Linked DNA regions of Mus musculus: all the other regions are linked to region 1. A link is a contact called in public promoter capture Hi-C data. All regions are on one chromosome and are shown on one strand. The core of a region is the stretch at or near the end of the contact, and the rest is flanking DNA. Distances in the headings are between cores, read along the strand shown. Region 1 holds the start of Zscan29 (zinc finger SCAN domains 29). Region 2 holds the start of Ndufaf1 (NADH:ubiquinone oxidoreductase complex assembly factor 1). Region 3 holds the start of Tyro3 (TYRO3 protein tyrosine kinase 3). Region 4 holds the start of Mga (MAX gene associated). Region 5 holds the start of Mapkbp1 (mitogen-activated protein kinase binding protein 1).

Evidence for each region. Promoter capture Hi-C pulls out the DNA fragments that hold promoters and counts their contacts.
Region 2: a contact with region 1 is called in a promoter capture Hi-C map of liver, with 6 times the contacts expected there. The contact joins the promoter of Ndufaf1 here to the promoter of Zscan29 in region 1. A contact is called at or near these places in 3 of 39 promoter capture datasets (erythroid cells and liver) and 1 of 115 datasets of contacts at active chromatin or transcription factors (thymic regulatory T cells).
Region 3: a contact with region 1 is called in a promoter capture Hi-C map of liver, with 5 times the contacts expected there. The contact joins the promoter of Tyro3 here to the promoter of Zscan29 in region 1. A contact is called at or near these places in 2 of 39 promoter capture datasets (liver and pre-B cells).
Region 4: a promoter capture Hi-C map of neutrophils shows a contact between it and region 1, with 3 times the contacts expected there. The contact joins the promoter of Mga here to the promoter of Zscan29 in region 1. A contact is called at or near these places in 1 of 39 promoter capture datasets (neutrophils) and 1 of 9 other capture datasets (adipose tissue).
Region 5: a promoter capture Hi-C map of liver shows a contact between it and region 1, with 5 times the contacts expected there. The contact joins the promoter of Mapkbp1 here to the promoter of Zscan29 in region 1. A contact is called at or near these places in 4 of 39 promoter capture datasets (liver, neutrophils and pre-B cells), 2 of 115 datasets of contacts at active chromatin or transcription factors (astrocytes and embryonic forebrain) and 1 of 9 other capture datasets (liver).

What each region holds. Positions count from the first base shown.
Region 1 is chr2:121,169,366-121,172,720 of GRCm38.p6, reverse strand. It overlaps Zscan29 (zinc finger SCAN domains 29), which reads left to right and starts at 1,596. Exons shown (of 5, transcript NM_001290819.1): 1 at 1,596-2,911; 2 at 3,318-3,355. The coding sequence starts at 2,597. It overlaps Tubgcp4 (tubulin, gamma complex associated protein 4), which reads right to left and starts at 1,553. Exons shown (of 18, transcript NM_153387.3): 1 at 1,250-1,553. The coding sequence starts at 1,327.
Region 2 is chr2:119,660,945-119,664,299 of GRCm38.p6, reverse strand. It overlaps Ndufaf1 (NADH:ubiquinone oxidoreductase complex assembly factor 1), which reads left to right and starts at 1,466. Exons shown (of 5, transcript NM_027175.4): 1 at 1,466-1,691.
Region 3 is chr2:119,797,626-119,800,980 of GRCm38.p6, reverse strand. Tyro3 (TYRO3 protein tyrosine kinase 3) reads right to left here and starts at 1,467. Exons shown (of 19, transcript NM_019392.2): 1 at 1,098-1,467. The coding sequence starts at 1,191.
Region 4 is chr2:119,895,524-119,898,878 of GRCm38.p6, reverse strand. It overlaps Mga (MAX gene associated), which reads right to left and starts at 1,651. Exons shown (of 24, transcript NM_013720.2): 1 at 1,533-1,651.
Region 5 is chr2:119,971,174-119,974,528 of GRCm38.p6, reverse strand. It overlaps Mapkbp1 (mitogen-activated protein kinase binding protein 1), which reads right to left and starts at 1,830. Exons shown (of 30, transcript NM_011941.3): 1 at 1,361-1,830. The coding sequence starts at 1,477.

The DNA of each region.
Region 1 (3,355 bases), core at 347-2,846:
TCTTTTGATACATATGAAGCTAAGAGTCAAGAGCTCCGGGGTACTGGTTAGTTCATAATGTTGTTCTACCTATAGGGTTGCAGATCCCTTTAGCTCCTTGGGTACAGTTATCAAATTTGAACACTTCTTGTTGACAGAGTTTTAGAAAAGTTCTAGGTTTAAGATCAGTGAAATGGCTCAGAGAGTCAGGCATTTGCTACACAAACCTGAAGACCTGAGTTAAATCCCTGAAACCTACACAAATGTGGGAAGAGAGAAGTGACTCCATAAAGTTGACCTCTTCATACACTCTGTGACATATATGCCCACACTCATACAACATAGACACATACTCTAGTTTTAAAAAAAAAAATTCTAGTTTAGGCTTAATTACTGTGAAAAAGTCAACTCCACCTTGAAGTCACTGATACCATTTTACACAACACACTTAGACACATTTGTAGTTGTCATTCTTTTCTTTGCCTTTCTCTGCCCTCTGTTCCCTTCTTTTCTTGCTTTCTTTTTTGAGAGAAGGTTCCACAGTGAAGCCCAGGCTGGACTTGAATCACACCAATAATCCTGCTTCAACTTCCCAAAGGCTGGGATTACAGGCACAAACACTACGCCTGGCTATTAAACTCAGTGTTGCCAATTTAGTTTCGGCAAAATATTGAGTATCACGCTATATCTGGGCTTCTCACGGGGGTTGGGGGAGATAAAGGAACAGAGGGGGAGAGGAAGAGAAAACAACTAACGGGTACATTCCTGTTATACTCTTCTAATTACAGGAAAAACCCCCTCTCAAGTTCTTCACCTGGTACAGAAATTTTCGAAGAAAGGAGGGAAACACCATATGTTTACAAATTCATTTTTTTCATCCAACACAATTTACTGAGTATTGTGTCTTGAGCGCTTTGTATACATTTCCACTACTTTCAAAATTCAATTTGAATCAATGCAAGAGTTCCCTATCCCTCCCCCTTTTCCCTCAAATAACTATCATCTAATTCCAGCTACACATTTAGGGATTCAGTTTAACAACAAATTCATATGCAGTGAAAAGAAGTGTGGTTCTATCCACTCCTAGTGGTTCTCTAGCAGGAGTCGCGGGACCGCAGGGCCCCCATAGCCGGAGCTCCGTAGGGTTGGCCCTCGGTTTCTCCCCGCTCGCGGGCGCCGGTCGGTTGGAGTTCCCCGGGTCCCGCCCCTTCGCTGCGGCTCAGCTGCACCCGCCGCGCGGCAAGCGACTCGTCTCTGACCCCCTGCATACCTGCAGGCCACTCCGCTTGTTCCAGGTGAAAATGGACCCTGGGTACCCACTCAGGGCCAAGAGCAGTTCGTGAATCATTTCTAGGGCGGCTCGGGAGTCCCTAGATCTACCACCTCCTCTTTTCAGCGCCTCTCCGGGCGACCCCTCACACCCAGCGGAATCTCTTGCCCTGAATCCCCGCAGTCCACCGGGAGAGGAGATGCCACAGAGCCGCGCGCCGCATCCCGGAAGTGCGCGCGGCCCAGGCGCCCACCGCCTCGCTCCCGCCGCGGAGCCGCGAGGAGGCGCCGGTGCCGTCGCGCATGCGTCCTGGGCTCCAGGAGAAGCCCGCTCGGACTTCCGGCTTGAGAGCGGGACTGAGGCTAGCCCAGGAGGGGAAGGGATGAGAGTGAGTTGAGAAGCTGGTTGAGAGAGACGCGGCCTGGGGTGGGCCGGCGGGAGTCCTCAGGACGCCTTGGCAGGGTCTGTGGCATTTTGACCGACTGCCGACGTCTCCCAGAGTGACCCGGCCGGAGGGAAGAAAACAAAGCTGGAACTTGGCAGCCGCCGCTGTGGAGCTGTGCTCGAAGCCCACGGACTCGCAGCACCGGCCCGCATCGGCCTCGTTCTCAGGAGACCCACCACTGCCGCCCCTCGAGCTTCCTCGCTTCACCAACTCCTGTAACTCTCCCCTAGTCCACCTCAATTTAGAAGCCCAAGTCGGCTCCCCCGGTGCGCGACCTTCCCCATCTGTCGCCCCGGAACTCTTGCCGAGTTCTTACTTCGTTCGGGAGGCGCGAGCAAGAGACCCAGTGTTCGGCACTTGACTTTGGTTCGGGGTGGAAATTTGTAGTTTGGTGTTCAAGGGGCGGGGCAGACACCAGGAGCTTCTGGAAGGACGGCGGTGGTTCTAGGGGAGAATAGCCGGCGCTCGCTGGACAGAGGCTTTTTGTTGTCGTTCGCCAAACGTTTTGACCGATTTGATCTGGGGCGCTAATGATTTACCTGAGGTGGGAGCGAAGCGGACAGATTTTTCTTTTCTCTGCAACTTCCTGGGGATACTCTAAACGTCACCTAGAAATGCAGTTTTTAAAAGGTCATTTTCACCTTGCCTATTGATTTGCTGTCCTGAAAAGGTACTGCCTCAGAAGGCCACTTCGAGCATATTGAAAGTCAGGCCGGCTCTGACAAGGTTTTAAACATGTAAAGATACTCTCCTCAGATAGCGCCATTTCTCTCTACTCTAGGATAAAACTCCTTTTTACAGAGAGACTCATCTGCAGGTGTTTCTCCAAGGGCATGCAAAGATAGTGTAATAAGTCCTAGAACCCAGACAGTGAGGAGAGAAACGGCTTTCTGCTGTGAAAGATGGCCAAACCCACTCGGAGAGGAAATGGCACAAGCTCTGAAAGCTTACGACAGCGCTTCAGAAGATTCCATTACCAGGAGGTGGCTGGGCCCCGGGAGGCTTTCAGCCAACTATGGGAACTTTGCTGTCGGTGGCTAAGGCCGGAGGTGCGGACCAAGGAGCAGATTGTAGAATTGTTGGTGCTAGAGCAATTCCTGACTGTGCTACCTGTGGAGATCCAGAACTGGGTACAGAAGCAATGTCCAGAAAATGGAGAGGAGGCGGTGACACTGGTGGAAGATTTAGAAAGAGAGTCTGGAAGACCTGGACATTCGGTGAGGAGGAGGGGGAATACAGTCAGAAGTGTGTGGCTGGGGAGAGACAAGGATGGAGGGGCAGTTTAAGATCAGTCGGATGTAAAGAGGTTTGGTGATTTTGATACTTCTGATCTGGAAGGGTTACTTTTTCAGGTAGGGCTTGCTTGGAGATGCCTACTCTGTTACAGTAAGTCTTTCACTTCAGTTTCTTAAGAGAAAAAATGGGGGAAGTTTCTTTTCCAGCTGCTATTTGGGTTTCTGTTTGATCTTTCTGCAGTTTCAACCACTCTAAGCTGATGATAACGGAATAAACACTTGTCTGTCCTACTCCCCACCCTCCACTCTGGCCTGGCCTCAGAGGATGGTCTCCCCCTGGGAATGCCCCTTGTTATGACCATGTCAATTAACGGGGGGTTATTTCTAGGTCACAGTCTCTGTGAAGGGGCAGGAAATGCACTCGGA
Region 2 (3,355 bases), core at 217-2,716, 1.5 Mb after region 1:
CCTCTATTTAGCAATAATATGATAACATTGTTCAACAAACAAAGCCGAACAACAAAACCAATCCTGAACAGAAACTGCACCAATGATTGAAAAGAACCCCAAATTGCTCAAAAGAGTCCAAAGATAAACAGGAAAGCAAAACCCGATGCATACGGATGAGAGAAACGTACTAAAGGTCCTATTTTTCTCAAGAATCCACAACAAAGCCCCAAGTTGATTTTCTGCTTCACCAAGTAGAGGTAAAAAGCAGCTGATGAGGGTTCGAAAGATGGGTCCGTGATTAAGAACACTTTCAGGGTTTGGTTCTCCGCATTCACATGGTGCCTACAATTTTAAGTTCATAGGTTCTGATACCTTCAGGCCCCCGAGGGAACAAAGTACACATGTTGCACTTACATATGTGCAGGAACCAGCCTAACAAAAATAAAGATACTCTAAAGAGACATTTTGTGTCTCTCAATCTATCAGATTATTTCAATAACGAACCTCAAAGAAATGGGAGCTTCCCAAGGAATCTTAAGTAGGAAAAGGAAAAAGCAAAAACCAACCAACCAACCAACCCCCCAAATTGTCTCTGGGAAACAGATTTTCACAGTTCTTATAAGAAAAATTAGGCGAAGAGACAGACTCAAAAGGCTGAGACTGTTTTATTGGAAGAGTGAGGGGCCTCAACCTTTCTATGGGATGAAAGTTGAACGTGATTAGAGGGACTGTGGTGCTCCCCCCCGCCCTCTCTCTCACACACACACATACACACACACACACACACCTTTATACCTATATACCTATACTTAGATAGCTACCAGGAAATTATGGCCTGGAACTCCCAGAGATACAAATACCCCTGCTTCCCCAGAGCTGGAATAAAGGTATGGACTACCATGTCAGGCTTACTTTTACTTCTTAATTTGGCTCTTTTAACTGGCCTACTGAGGATGGGTGATTGGGGCTGACTTGGGACACAGGTTGTGAACCCCAAGTTGGAAAACATTTTAATCGAAGTGTGCACAAGCTCTGTTGTGTGGATTACATAGGGGCACGACTGAGGAAAGCCAGGATTGATAGCTATCTAGGTGTACAGTGGCTCTCCAAAGGCAGTTAAGTGGCTTTCTAAAGTCACGCAGCAGACAGTTCTCAAGGGACTACAGGGAAGAAGAGGCCCAAGCGGCCAGGCATCTAGAAGTGAAGAGGCGATAGCAGTGCAGAGATCCTGTTTAAAAGAGGATTGGTATTTACATACGGGGGCGGGGTACAAGAAGCTGAGCGAAGAGCTGGCTCACAAATGACAGGACATTTCAGAAAGCGACCCCGCTGGGGAATTTTGAGGACCTGAAGCCTCCGGTTGTCTTACGCTTTAGGATACTTTCCGTTACTCTTGAACTATCTGAAGCTCTTGTTTACTGTACACCTAGTTTGATGTCGGACAGGAAAAGTAGCGGGACCACAACCGGAAGCGTGGCGAACCGGGCGAGAAAAGTAGAAGGACTATTCGGGGGAAGCCGAATGTGGGGTCTGAGAAGGTGAGCGGAACCTTCTCATAGGTGGGAACTGCAGGGACGAGGAGGTCGGGAAGAGTCCTGGCGGGTGAGGTGAGGGTCGAGGGGCTGCCACTCCTCGGGAGCGCCTAGCTTCAGGAGGCTGGGACGTGACCAACCCCGCGCCTGCCGAGAGGTGAACGCCTGGTCTTCAGAGTGAGTTTGGTCTCTGGTGTGTGACCTCGAATAATTATTTAATTGTGGAATCTCCTTTTTTTTAGTCTTTGTAATTGGAATAATACTAGAAGTACCTGTCTCAGGGTCAGGATTATCGTGAGAAGTCAGTAAAAACACACGGAGAATAGTTGCTGGCACATGGGAAGCCCTAGGTTGAACAGTCGTTTCTGTACTCAGTAGTACAGTCATACTGCTAGGAGCGGTGTGAATATCTTATTAAAAACTCACAGTTAGCTTCGGACCGACGTCACCCGGTTACTGAGTTTGACCGAGTTTCTTGTAAGAAATTATTAAACAAAACACGAAGTTGTAGTATTGTTAGAAAAGTAATAAGACGTCTGAATGTTTGGAAAACAGGGTTAAATAATGTTATTTATAATCCCACCATTTTACCTTCTTACTTATTTAAGTCCTTTTCCTTATCAAAATTTTTTGTCTTTTTATAATTTTGCTTTCTTTTTTTTCTTCGAAAAGGGGTCACATAATGTCCACCTTACCCTTGAACTTTCTACATTTCAGAAGATGACCTTAAATTCCTGATCCTTGTTTCCCTACTTCCCAAGTGCTGGGTTTTGTAGGGTGCACCCAAATCTTACCGGGACTTTGATATTTAAAAAGTGTTCTCCATGAGCTGATGGGCCATCACCTGGGAGTCGAGGCAGGAGGATCAGGAGTTCAAGACCAACCTGTGTCAAATGGGACCCTTATCAAAAAGAAGAAAAAGTACAGCATATATTTGGGCATGGTAACAAATGTCTGTAATCTTAACACTTAGGTTGAGGAAGGAGACTTTGATTCAAGGCCTGTGTCTACTTTATTAGAAGCCCATTTTATCAAAACTGCCAGATGATTTAAAGGGACTATAAAGTTTAAGAAGCCCCTTGTTAGAGGGAATTATATAGGCATGTAAACCCTCACGCTTGTGACAGAGATAAAGGATTATGAAGCTGTTGGTTCAACAAATAATAAGTTTTCAGGATACTGAGCTTCATACTGGGACCTGGACGTACAACATTGAATAGTCAACCATTAAGATACTTTCAGTGGGGGGGTGGGGGGGCTGGAGAGATGGCTCAGCGGGTAAAATATATGATAAATATATTTTATGGTAAAATAAATAATTTTTAAAAACACAAGGAAAATCTGCTTTAAAGTTGACACAGCCTCTCAAGGTAGCTTGTGGCACACGTGAATTATTTGGGGTCGATCATCAGCTCTGTGAAGCTAAGGCTGCATTTCTCATCATGGCAGTTTTGTTTAGTGACAGGTCTCTTGTAGGCCAAGTGGCCTTGAACTCGCTATGTAGCTGAAGATGACTTTAAACTCCTGATTGTCCTGCCTTTGTCTTCCAAGTGCTAGGGTTACAGGCATGTGTCACCAAATTTCACTATATTGGTACTTTTCTTTTTTGGTTTTTCTTTTTTCTTTTTTTTTAATATTTATTATTTATTATATGTAAGTACACGGTAGCTGTCTTCAGATACTCCAGAAGAGGTGTCAGATCTCGTTACAGATGGTTGTGAGCCACCGTGTGATTGCTGGGATTTGAACTCCGGACCTTCAGAAGAGCAGTTGGGTGCTCTTATCCACTGAGCCATCTCACCAGCCCTCTTTTTTGGTTTTTCAAGGCAGGGTTTCTCTGT
Region 3 (3,355 bases), core at 218-2,717, 1.4 Mb after region 1:
GGGGCGGGTGCTAGGAAGACGGGAGGCAGAAGGGAGGGGTGGGGCCCTAAGCAGAAGCCCCAAGACCCCGGAGCTACTGTGGCATCAACAGGGCCCACTTATTAAAATCTTACCCTCTTCAGGCAAGGGTAGACACACACAAACACACGCCCACACACACACACCCTCCTGGCATGTATTAAACAGATGGGCAGGTGAAGAATCTGCATAAAGGAAATCCAGACCTGTTCTTTCTGCTCCTTACTGTGTAACCCTAGGTAAATTCCTGGGCTCTCTGAGCATCTGATACGCACCTCGGAGCCTGCATATACTTTCCACTCTTTAGCTTCCTTTCCTTTCAAGGCTAATGTGGCAAAGAACTCAGTTTTTAAGAAATGCTTGTTGGATGGCTGCTGCCGGGGGAGGGGGGGGGCGCCTGTCTCTCTACCCTTCCCACTCACCCTCACAGGACAAGGAGACATAGCTTCACACCCCTCTGCACCCTGATGTGTGCGTGTGAACTTGAAGGCAAAGGTGCTGCCCTCCTGCCTCGGGGAAATGCCTCTGTGGCTGTGTGGCAACGTAAAGCTAATCTTCACAAGAAGCAGTAACCTTCACCCAACCCAAGCTACTCAACATTCGGGTTTCCGGGAGCGCCAAGGGCCACAGGAACTAGAGTACGGGCAGAGGTATTTTAGAATCCAGCACCTTCACAACCCTGGGTGCTCAAACCCAGATCCTGTAGTTTCAAAGTGGGACCTCGGGGGTGTGCGGAAGGCAGAATGGGTCCTTAGGACTGGGGAAAAGGGAGCAGACTACTAGGAACATAGAGGCGGGAAAATACAGTCCTAAGCACCCCCGACTGCCCACACCCCCCACTCCCTTCCTTTGCACCCAGCCAGCCCCGGGCGCGAGAAAGTTGGGGGCGGGGGCCGCGGCCGGAGGTCTGGCAGCCAACACCCGCTGCGTCCTAGTCTCGGCCTTCCAGCCCCGGCCACCGACCCCAACCTCTGGCCGGCCCAGGCCCGGGTCTCGCCCGCTGCCGTCCCCGGGCTGCGCCCCTCAGTCGTGCGGCTCAGCAGCCCCCCGCTTCCCGCCGCCTCCCGGGCCACCCCTACCTGCGGCCGCAGACCCGGGGAGCAGCAGAGAAGCCAGTCCCGCCAGCAGCAGCGGCCGGAGCCCCGGCCACCCCATGCTCCGCCTCAGCGCCATCGGCGGCGACGCCGCACCATGCCGGGCCCGGCCCGCGAGCGCAGAGAGGAGGGTGGCGGAGGAGGGGCGGGAGGCCCGCGGGAGGGGCGGGGGGCGGCGCTCGGCCCGGGCGTCCCGGACCCGCGGCCGCCTAGAGCCGCGGCCACCGCCGTCAGCAGCGAGGAGTCCCCGGGGCTGCGGCTGGGCCACCGCGCTCCTTCCACAGCCGCCGCCGCCGCCGCCGCTGATTCATGTTCTTCTGCGAGCCGCCGCCTCCTCCCGGCCCGCCCGCCCGCCCTCCGCGGAGCTCGTGCCGCCCTCCCCCTCCCCCGCGCAGCCCCGGTGGCGAGAGCCGAGCGCTAACCTCAGCCCTTACCGCCCGACCTCCCGCCCACCTCCAGAAGGCGCAGCGGGACCCGCGCCCTGGCCACTCCGCTGCCGCTGCGGAGGACCTGCCTCGCTCCCTGGACAGGCACCCGGCCACGCCCCTCCTTCCCCAAATACTTTCCAGTCTCCAGCGGGGCACCCCATCCTCTCCTCAGAACCCCTCTTGGAAGCTCCTGCCACACCCCAACACTGTTCTAAATCCTGACCTCAGACTCCGACACAGCCCTCTCAGAACACAAAGCACCTACTAGACACAGCAACCCTCAGGTGTCCCCAAGACGGCTGGAACAGCTCCCCGAGAAACTACTAGCATCCCTGTACCTCTTTGCTTGAGCTTTTCACCCAGTTTTTTTTTTCTTTTTCGATCTTTGTAGCCTACCTTTAATCGCCAAGTATTCTCCTATCGAAAGACCATTCTCCCCAGCCCATCTTCCCAGAGTGTTTTCCAGTTTGTCGTCCATCTAGAGTTTTCCAAGATCTGTTTCGTAATTCTTAGGTGTCCATCCCCACTGCTAGCCTACGAAGGCCAAAGCAAAATCACCGTGATTTTCGAGGGTATCATTCTTCTTTCTTGCTTCCTCTTTCCACCCCTCCACTTCTGGGACATAGTGTGAACATTGGCATTGTCTTCATACTAGCTAGTGAAACATCTGCTATTATTAGTAGACCACCTTGCGCACAGTAGGCACTCCATAAATAAATAGGCAGATCCTTGTTAAAAGAATGAATAATTGCCTGCTCCACAACCAGTAATCACTGGAGGTGGCCTGCCCACAGACATCCTGTCAGGAAGATGCAGAGCTGGTTCCAAATCGCACCTGCCAAGTCCTCCTCTTGTCCTCACCTCTTCTTGGCCCCTGGAGGACAACCCACAACAGGCGCTTTCCAGGGGTCCTGGATGGGGAGAAAGAACTAGCCAGTGAGACGTCCCATACTCACTGGATCTTTCCAGGGATTCTCCTGAGCAGCAGGAGCCTCCCTCTTCCTCCACTTGGCCCACCAGTGCTTGTTTATTAATTATCTTAATGATAACAGCAGTGCTGGCGGCAGCCGCAGACCCAGCTGGGGGCGCCCCCAGGCGGCAGGATAGGAAGACTCTTGGCAAGTCTGGTCAACAGTTGGATCGGAGGGGCCTGACTTCCTGCTGAGCGCTCTGCCAATTTTCTTGGGAACTCTAGGATGGCTCCAGGACGCTTTCCTGAAGGGGGAAAAAAGAAAAGAAAAGCACACAAGCTTGCTCTTTTCCAGAGCTTTGGAATTTTGAGTGTCAGACAGTCTGGAACGGAAGCCAGAACTGTTCTACGCTGTCTCCAGTAAAGGGGACCCTTCTCTTTATTTCAATTAACCTGGCACAGAGTATTCCCGGAAGATGTTCAATCTAGAGACCAAACACAGCTTCTACTTCCTGTTCTTCACTCCTGAGCTGATATGGAATTCTAGCCCAAGGGTTTATACTTTGTTATCAGTTAAACTGGCTCCTTAGGCAAGTCATGGAGGTGGCTTTCCGCATTCTAACTAAGCCTGAGACACATCACCATCCTGCTAGAAAATATGTCTGCTTTCCCTGAAGGGAAATCCCACCTCACTTTCCCCGAAGGACATCCTGGTTCCATGTTATCTTCCTAATTTCATTTCAGTATCCGCCCTGGCTCTCAGTATTTCTACTTACAGGGCCAAAGTGGCAGGCAGAAACCTGTGGGGTGCTGATCTGCCTTGCCTTTTTATCTGCTATACAGGAGTGGTTCGTTTCTTAGTTCTTAAACCCACTCAGCGCCTCTCTCTCTCTCTCTCTCTCTCT
Region 4 (3,355 bases), core at 402-2,901, 1.3 Mb after region 1:
TGATTAAATTAAATCGCATTTTGAAACTCAAATTTTTTACATATCTCCATTTGTAGGTATTAATCTGAAACAATTCAAGTTAACAAGCTTTTAGTTGCCTATGGGTTACTAAGTAGAACCTGAAAAACTAACCTTTACTGCAGAAATGGACAGCAAATTTGAAATAAATATGCCAATGCACCCAGGGAATGAAATTTCAGGTCTTTCACTTGTGTTGCAGTTAAGTGGACACAACTTACTACCTATGTATAAAAAAATAAAACAGCCTCCAGTTACTCGCTTTTCAGCTAGCCACAAACATGAAAAAAATGTCGCAAAGAAAACTCTTCCAGGGTAGAGTCCCAAGGATCACGTGCAGCCAGGCGGAACCCTGTGTTCCTAAGGCTGTTCAGCCGCTTTCGGTTACCTTGGAGACTACACAACTAGTCACCCCGCCAGCCCATTTCCCAGCAGTCCTCTCGCTACTCTCCTGCACCTTAACTGCAGCAGCGTCGTGCGCAAAAAGCCAGCAAGACAGGCAGAGTTGACCAAGCACTTGGACACGCAAGCTTGGCAAGCTCAACAACACCCACAGACTGAGCATAAGTGAGCCCTAACTTCTCAAGATCCACGTGTCGGCTTCGGCGACGCGAACAAGAGTGGGTCTCCCTCAGACGGAGATTTTTCCCGTTCTACTAATCAAGCCACTCTTCAGGCACTCTTCACCCATGCCTGCTACCATCCTTTTGCCAGAGAAAAAGAGACATTCTTGGGGAACGAAAGAGAAGGCTAATGCCCTTGCGCACCTTACACTCGACTCAAAGACGTACTTGAAAATTCAACAGAAACGGGAAGTCCTATGGACAGAAAACCAGTCAGGTTACCCCAGAAAGAGAAAAAGGAACCACCACCTGTTCCCTACCTGTTTTCTCCGCCTTCGAATTAGCACTTACAAATCACAGCTCCTTTGTTTACAAAGTTCTCACTCTCATTCAACTCACTCATCGCCCCCTCATTAAATTCGGGGCCTTGCCTCAATTTGACCCGAAATTACACGCTAGGAAATGTTTGAATAGGTGTCAAAACACTGCATCCAGTTCCTTGGAGAAACAGACATTGGTTGTTTCCCTCGGAGAGTTGAAACTCAGAGAGCTGAACTCTTAAAACCTGTGCTTATTCCATCGATAACCAGGCTAGAAATCGTCACGCGGAACGTGCCATGCTGTTCAACACCCCACGCACGCGAGGGCAGGGCCGTGCCGTAGGCACTTCTCACCCCGCCCGCCTCGTGGTCTCGGTCTCCGGCGTCGATGTTCCTAGTTAGTTCTCCGAGCGACACGGAAGTGAGGTCGGGGAGGCGTGCGAGATGACATGCGCAACTCGCTCAAGGGACCAAAGGCTGCACAGCGTAAGGCCCAGCCAGGCCCAGGCGTGCGAAGCTCTCTCTGCGGAACGCTGGGCAAGCCGTTCAAATACACAAGTGGTTTAAACTCAAAAAAACTCCAATCGGGCCACTATTGAAGCGACGCCCTCCACCCAGGCCCGAGAGTTACCGTGCGGGGCGTGGCCGGCCTCACCCCGAGTCCTTCACATCCCTCTAGGGGAGGGTTATTCTGAAGGGTTCGCACACCGTGTGTCCGCTTCAGCTGAAGAGCCTGCGCACGCACCGGATGTCCACGTCACTGCGCACGCGCTCCTACCAGCTTGGAGCCGACCGCGCAGGCGCATAGGGAGGCGCGAGCAGCACCTCTTTGCCCCTCCCCCAACATCAGGAGGCCAAACAGCCCGGAGCAGCGTCAGGACCCTTGGGTTCCGCCCACGGAGCCGAAGCCGTAGCCTTTTCGCATTTTAGTAATCCAGAAAGAACTTATGAAGCTTCCAGAATCAGGAAAGGAGAGACAGGAGAGAGGTACACAATACGCTCAATCCTGTATTCGAAGCCTTCGTGAAAATTCTGAAACCACTGCCCTCCAGGCCTTTCCCAACAAGACTCTTCAGCCTTTCCCAGAGACTTCTCACCGGCCCCGCCCCTGCCGTACCCAGCCCCACCCACATGAAGCTTCATAGACCTCCTGGCTTCGCAAATCCTTCAAAAAAAAAAAAAAAAAAAAAAAAAAAACGGAGGACCTCCTGTACAAAGTGCTATGGGGTTGGAAAGTACCAGAACACTGGAAAAGCTTGAAGCAAACACCACGAAAGAAGAGTAAGCAATTTTCCAATATTCGCCAACAAAGAACACTAGGAAAATTCGAGAAAGCCTTGTTGAGCGCAGAGAATGGAAGTTTATGCCTATATTCTCAACACTGAGGCTGAAGCAGGATTGCTGCGAGTTCGAGGCTAACCTGAATTCTATAGTGAGTTCACGTTCCAGAGTAGGCTAGGCTGCCAAGACACCGTGCTGGAATGAAAAGCAAAGCAAAGAAAGGTTCTATAAAGGAAAAAGAGCTGCCACTAAATTGCCTGATACCAAGATGAAAGATGTCTTAAAAAGAAATGGTCAAGAATATTTTTGTTGTTGTTGTTGCTTCTTCAAGACAATGAAGCTTAAAAATGTAAAGAAAACATTAACCAACAATGTATATTTTTGTTGTTGTTGTTGCTTCTTCAAGACAATGAAGCTTAAAAATGTAAAGAAAACATTAACCAACAAGTATGTCAGACAATTGCCAAACTAAGTCAGAGAGCAATAATTCTCAACCAAACATCAAAAATTTTAGGTTTTTTTCTCTACCATTTACTACTTTCATGCTGCTAACCTACCAGTAAATGTTTAAAGTGAAAAGGAGTAATTACGAAATAATTAAGTAGAAAACATAAAATGCAGTCCATATTCCCAAACTTTTCACTCTCAAGAGATAATAGAAAAACTTATTTTGTGCTAAGTGACAATACAAACACTTTGAAGGAAACCAAGAATGTAAGGATGGAGCCAAGAGGAAGGACAAGGATAGCCAACAGGGTTGATCTGACTTGCTTCGTTTCACTTAGCTATTTATTCCTGAGGAGATACGCAACACATAGGCAGAAACTGAACTAAAGTTTACAGACTTCTGAAATCCATGATTCAGGAAAACCATTCAAGATCTTAGAAGACTGAAAACCATTTCTTTAACACGTTCCTCTTCTCTGACTCAAGAACCTTTCCTACTAAACCAAGATGCCTTCTCGAGGGTTATAATGGTTTCTCAAAAAAATCTCATTTTTCTGAGACTAAAATTTGAGTTTATTTACTAGTAAAATGTCTGCCCCTAAGGTATGAATGACTCGGTAGCATCTCAAAAAAAGACAACCCAAATAGCATCTCTAATTGGAAAAATCTACGAGAACAACTTGCATGGGAAAGTACAACAGAAATGCTCTTTGGTGCTCTTTCCCT
Region 5 (3,355 bases), core at 581-3,080, 1.2 Mb after region 1:
AAATGTATTCTACTTTTGTATGCCCCAAATTGTGATGAGTCTCAAAACTGAATAAAATATGAGCTGGGCATGCCAGCAATCCCAGCACTCAGAAGGCTGTGGCACAAGTTTATAGTTCGAACCCATCCAGGACTGTGTAACAAGAGCCTGCCTTGAAACAAAACCAAACAAATAAAAAAAAAAGTATAAGGACCAAATCCCAGACATGTATAAGAATGGAAGATGGATGAACGTCTGCCCAGAAGAAGGATGCTGGCATACAATGCTCAGAATGAGCAGTGCCACAAGGACAGACCAGGAGAGCTGCCTTTCTGGCACACACACGTGGCTCCTTCATGTTATCACGAGAAACCAAGACGTTCCAGTTAAAGCAACTTAAGTATCTTTATTTATATTATATTATGGATATGATTGCTCTATCTGCATGTACACCTGCATGCCAGAAGAGGGAGGGCATCAGACCTCATTATAAATGGTTGTGAGCCACCATGTGGTTGCTGGGAATTGAACTCAGGACCTCTGGTAGAGCAGCCAATGCTCTTAACCACTGAGCCATCGCTCTAGCCCAGCAACTTAAGTATCTTAAAGAGATAAACCATTTTACATTTATTTCTTCCCCTGCATATGTGCATGCACATGTGGAGATCAGAGAACTACTTCCAGGAGTTGGTTTACTCCTTCCACCATGTGGGTCCGAGGAATCAAAATCAGATCAGGCTTGTTGGCAAAGGTCTCTACCAGTCCAATCTTGCCAGCCCAATCTTCTACATCTTTGAACATGACAGGGTATCACTATGTAGCCCTGGCTCCCCCTGGAAATTGTTATATAGACCAGGCTGAACTTGCCTCTGACTCCCTAGTGCTGGGATTACAGGCATGCATCACTAAGCTTGTCAAAAAATTGTTTTGCTCTCTTAGATGAAGTGTATTAGTATATTCTTTCTGTTGTACAGTCTGGCATTATAACCCCAACTGTTACACTAATACATTAGTCACAGCTAGGTCCTTTACAGAATATGTGATCTCACTGTACTCTTCTAAGAAGAGAAACTGAGTCATAAAATGTCAACTTGTTTCCCAAGCACACACTTAGTTTAAACTGAGGCCCTGTTAAACCCAGTTTGCCTTCCTATGCCCTTCTTCAAGCCATGGCTGCGTCTCAGCATGCCCACCCACGCCTGCTGTTCTTCCAACTTCAAATCAGGTCGTCAAAGATAAGCGTATATGATCTTTTAAAGCCAACAGAGAAATTTCATTCTTCCACCCCCTTCCTGCCCCTCAAGAAAGAGAAAGGTAAAAAAAAGGAACGAAGTGCAGGAGAGGACAGAGTAGGTAAGAGGTGGCTCCCAACAGGACTCACCTTGGAGCTGAGGTCCTCTCTCCGGTTTCCTGCTTTACTTCTGCGTAATTTGATGGATGGAGACCTCAGCAAGTTCTTGATACGGCTAGTAATGGTTGACCCTTCTCCAGCCATCATAACGAGGAGCCCCTAAGGACAGTCCCTGGCCTAGCCTTTGGACTTGTCTCAACAGCGGTACTGCCTTCTCGTTCAACACAGCCTTCGGATATGCACTTTCACTGGCCTGAGATGGCAGAAGCAACCTTATCATCACAGTAGGTGTCTTCTGCTTGTCACCAACTCTTACTCTGGGCATTGCCCTGCGCTTTCCCACTCCCCATCCCCACCCTAGCCTGCTAGATTTTTTTTTACAAGGGGAGGACGACCCCTGGAGTGAAGAAATGTCAGGCCCACACCTGCCAGAGGCGTTTAACTGAAGAATCGGATGAACTAGTGACCAGTCGGGCGCCGGTTACAGCCCAAGTGTTCCCATGGTAACTGAGGTGTCCAAGGGAGGAGGCCTCCGAAGCCACTGGGCAAGGGGCCGAAGCACCGAGCTGGCCGCCGGGCTCACGCTGGCCCGAGCCGATGCGAGAAGCTCCCTCCCGCACCCGAGTCTTGGGAGCTCCGTTTTAGCCCCCCACACCCACTGCCTACTTCAGAAACCCTACTACTCGTCAGCGCCCCCGTTCGCTGGGGCCCAGCTCACAGCGCCCTCCGGCATCGCGATCGACGGCTTCAGCTCTGCTGCCGCAGCCGCAGCAGTAGCTATGGTGGCACCAGCGGCTCAAAACGCGAACTAGAGCCTGGGCCGAGCTGCGCTGGGAGGGCGGGGCCTAGTAAAGGGGGTGCGGTCTGTGGCAGATTGGTTCCCGATTGGACGACTGATGCCTATGGGGGCGGAACCAAGGAATGAACCAAGAACGCAGAGGTCTCGGATTCTGCACAGTATAATTGTGGGTACCGCTCCTAAAGGAAGGTCAATGTAATATTGCTTTAGAATTGAGAGAACCTGGCCTTTTACGGTATTATCAGGCATGGTCCTCTTAGAGAACTTTGATAACCACGCCTCCAGGCCTAAGATTGATATTTGGTGGGCCTAGGAGATTACGGCTGAAATTTAATTCCTAACTCATAAAAAAAAAAAAAAAAAAAAAAAAAAAGGAGGGGGGGGGTTTGGGATGCTGCCAAAAGAACTCCTTTCCATTCCAAGTGCTGGGATTTAACGCAGTTGGAATCGTTTCTGATTCCGGCCAGCCTAACACAATGACTCACGCAGAGTAACTCAATTTACACACTTTTGAACTTAATCTATCAGTGATGGAAGACTCAAGCCTCAAAATAGAGCCTTAGGGTAGGTTGTGAACTGAAAAGGCACCCATGATATAATCCATCATTTCCTTAGCTGCCAACGTCCTTATAGCATTTAACAAGAAATACTGTTAACAGCATTAACAGTATTTTTGCTACTCCAGATCTTTTCTGTCTTTTCAAAAATTGCAAACACCCCTAGGGCTGACACCGATGTCAAAGTTTGCTGCTATCAGGTTTTGTTTGTTTTGTTTTGTTCTAGCTCATGGAGATAGGGGAAATACCACATACTCATGCTTCATAGATTTGTAAGTTGGCTAGAATTTTTCATCTAGCTACTACTTCAAGAAATTACCTTGGGGGTTGGGGAGCGCTGGACAGATGGATTGGTGATTAAGAGCGCTGGCTTCTTTTCATAAGACTCAGGTTTAATTTACCAGCACCCTTATGGCATATCACAACAGTTCCCAGGGATTTGTCTCCCTCTTTTGGCCTCCATCATAGGCACCAAGCAAAACACCCAAACACATAATTTCTTTAAATAAAATAAAACTGCCTTCTGAAAAGGCTAGCTTAAGCCAAAAGGCCTGTACCCAACTAGAACAGTACACTGACATGTCCCCCATTCCAGACCGTAGGAACTGCTGAGGAAAATGGTAGTTAGAGGGAAGGATCCTTAAAAAATGGTTTAGTGGCCGGGCGGTG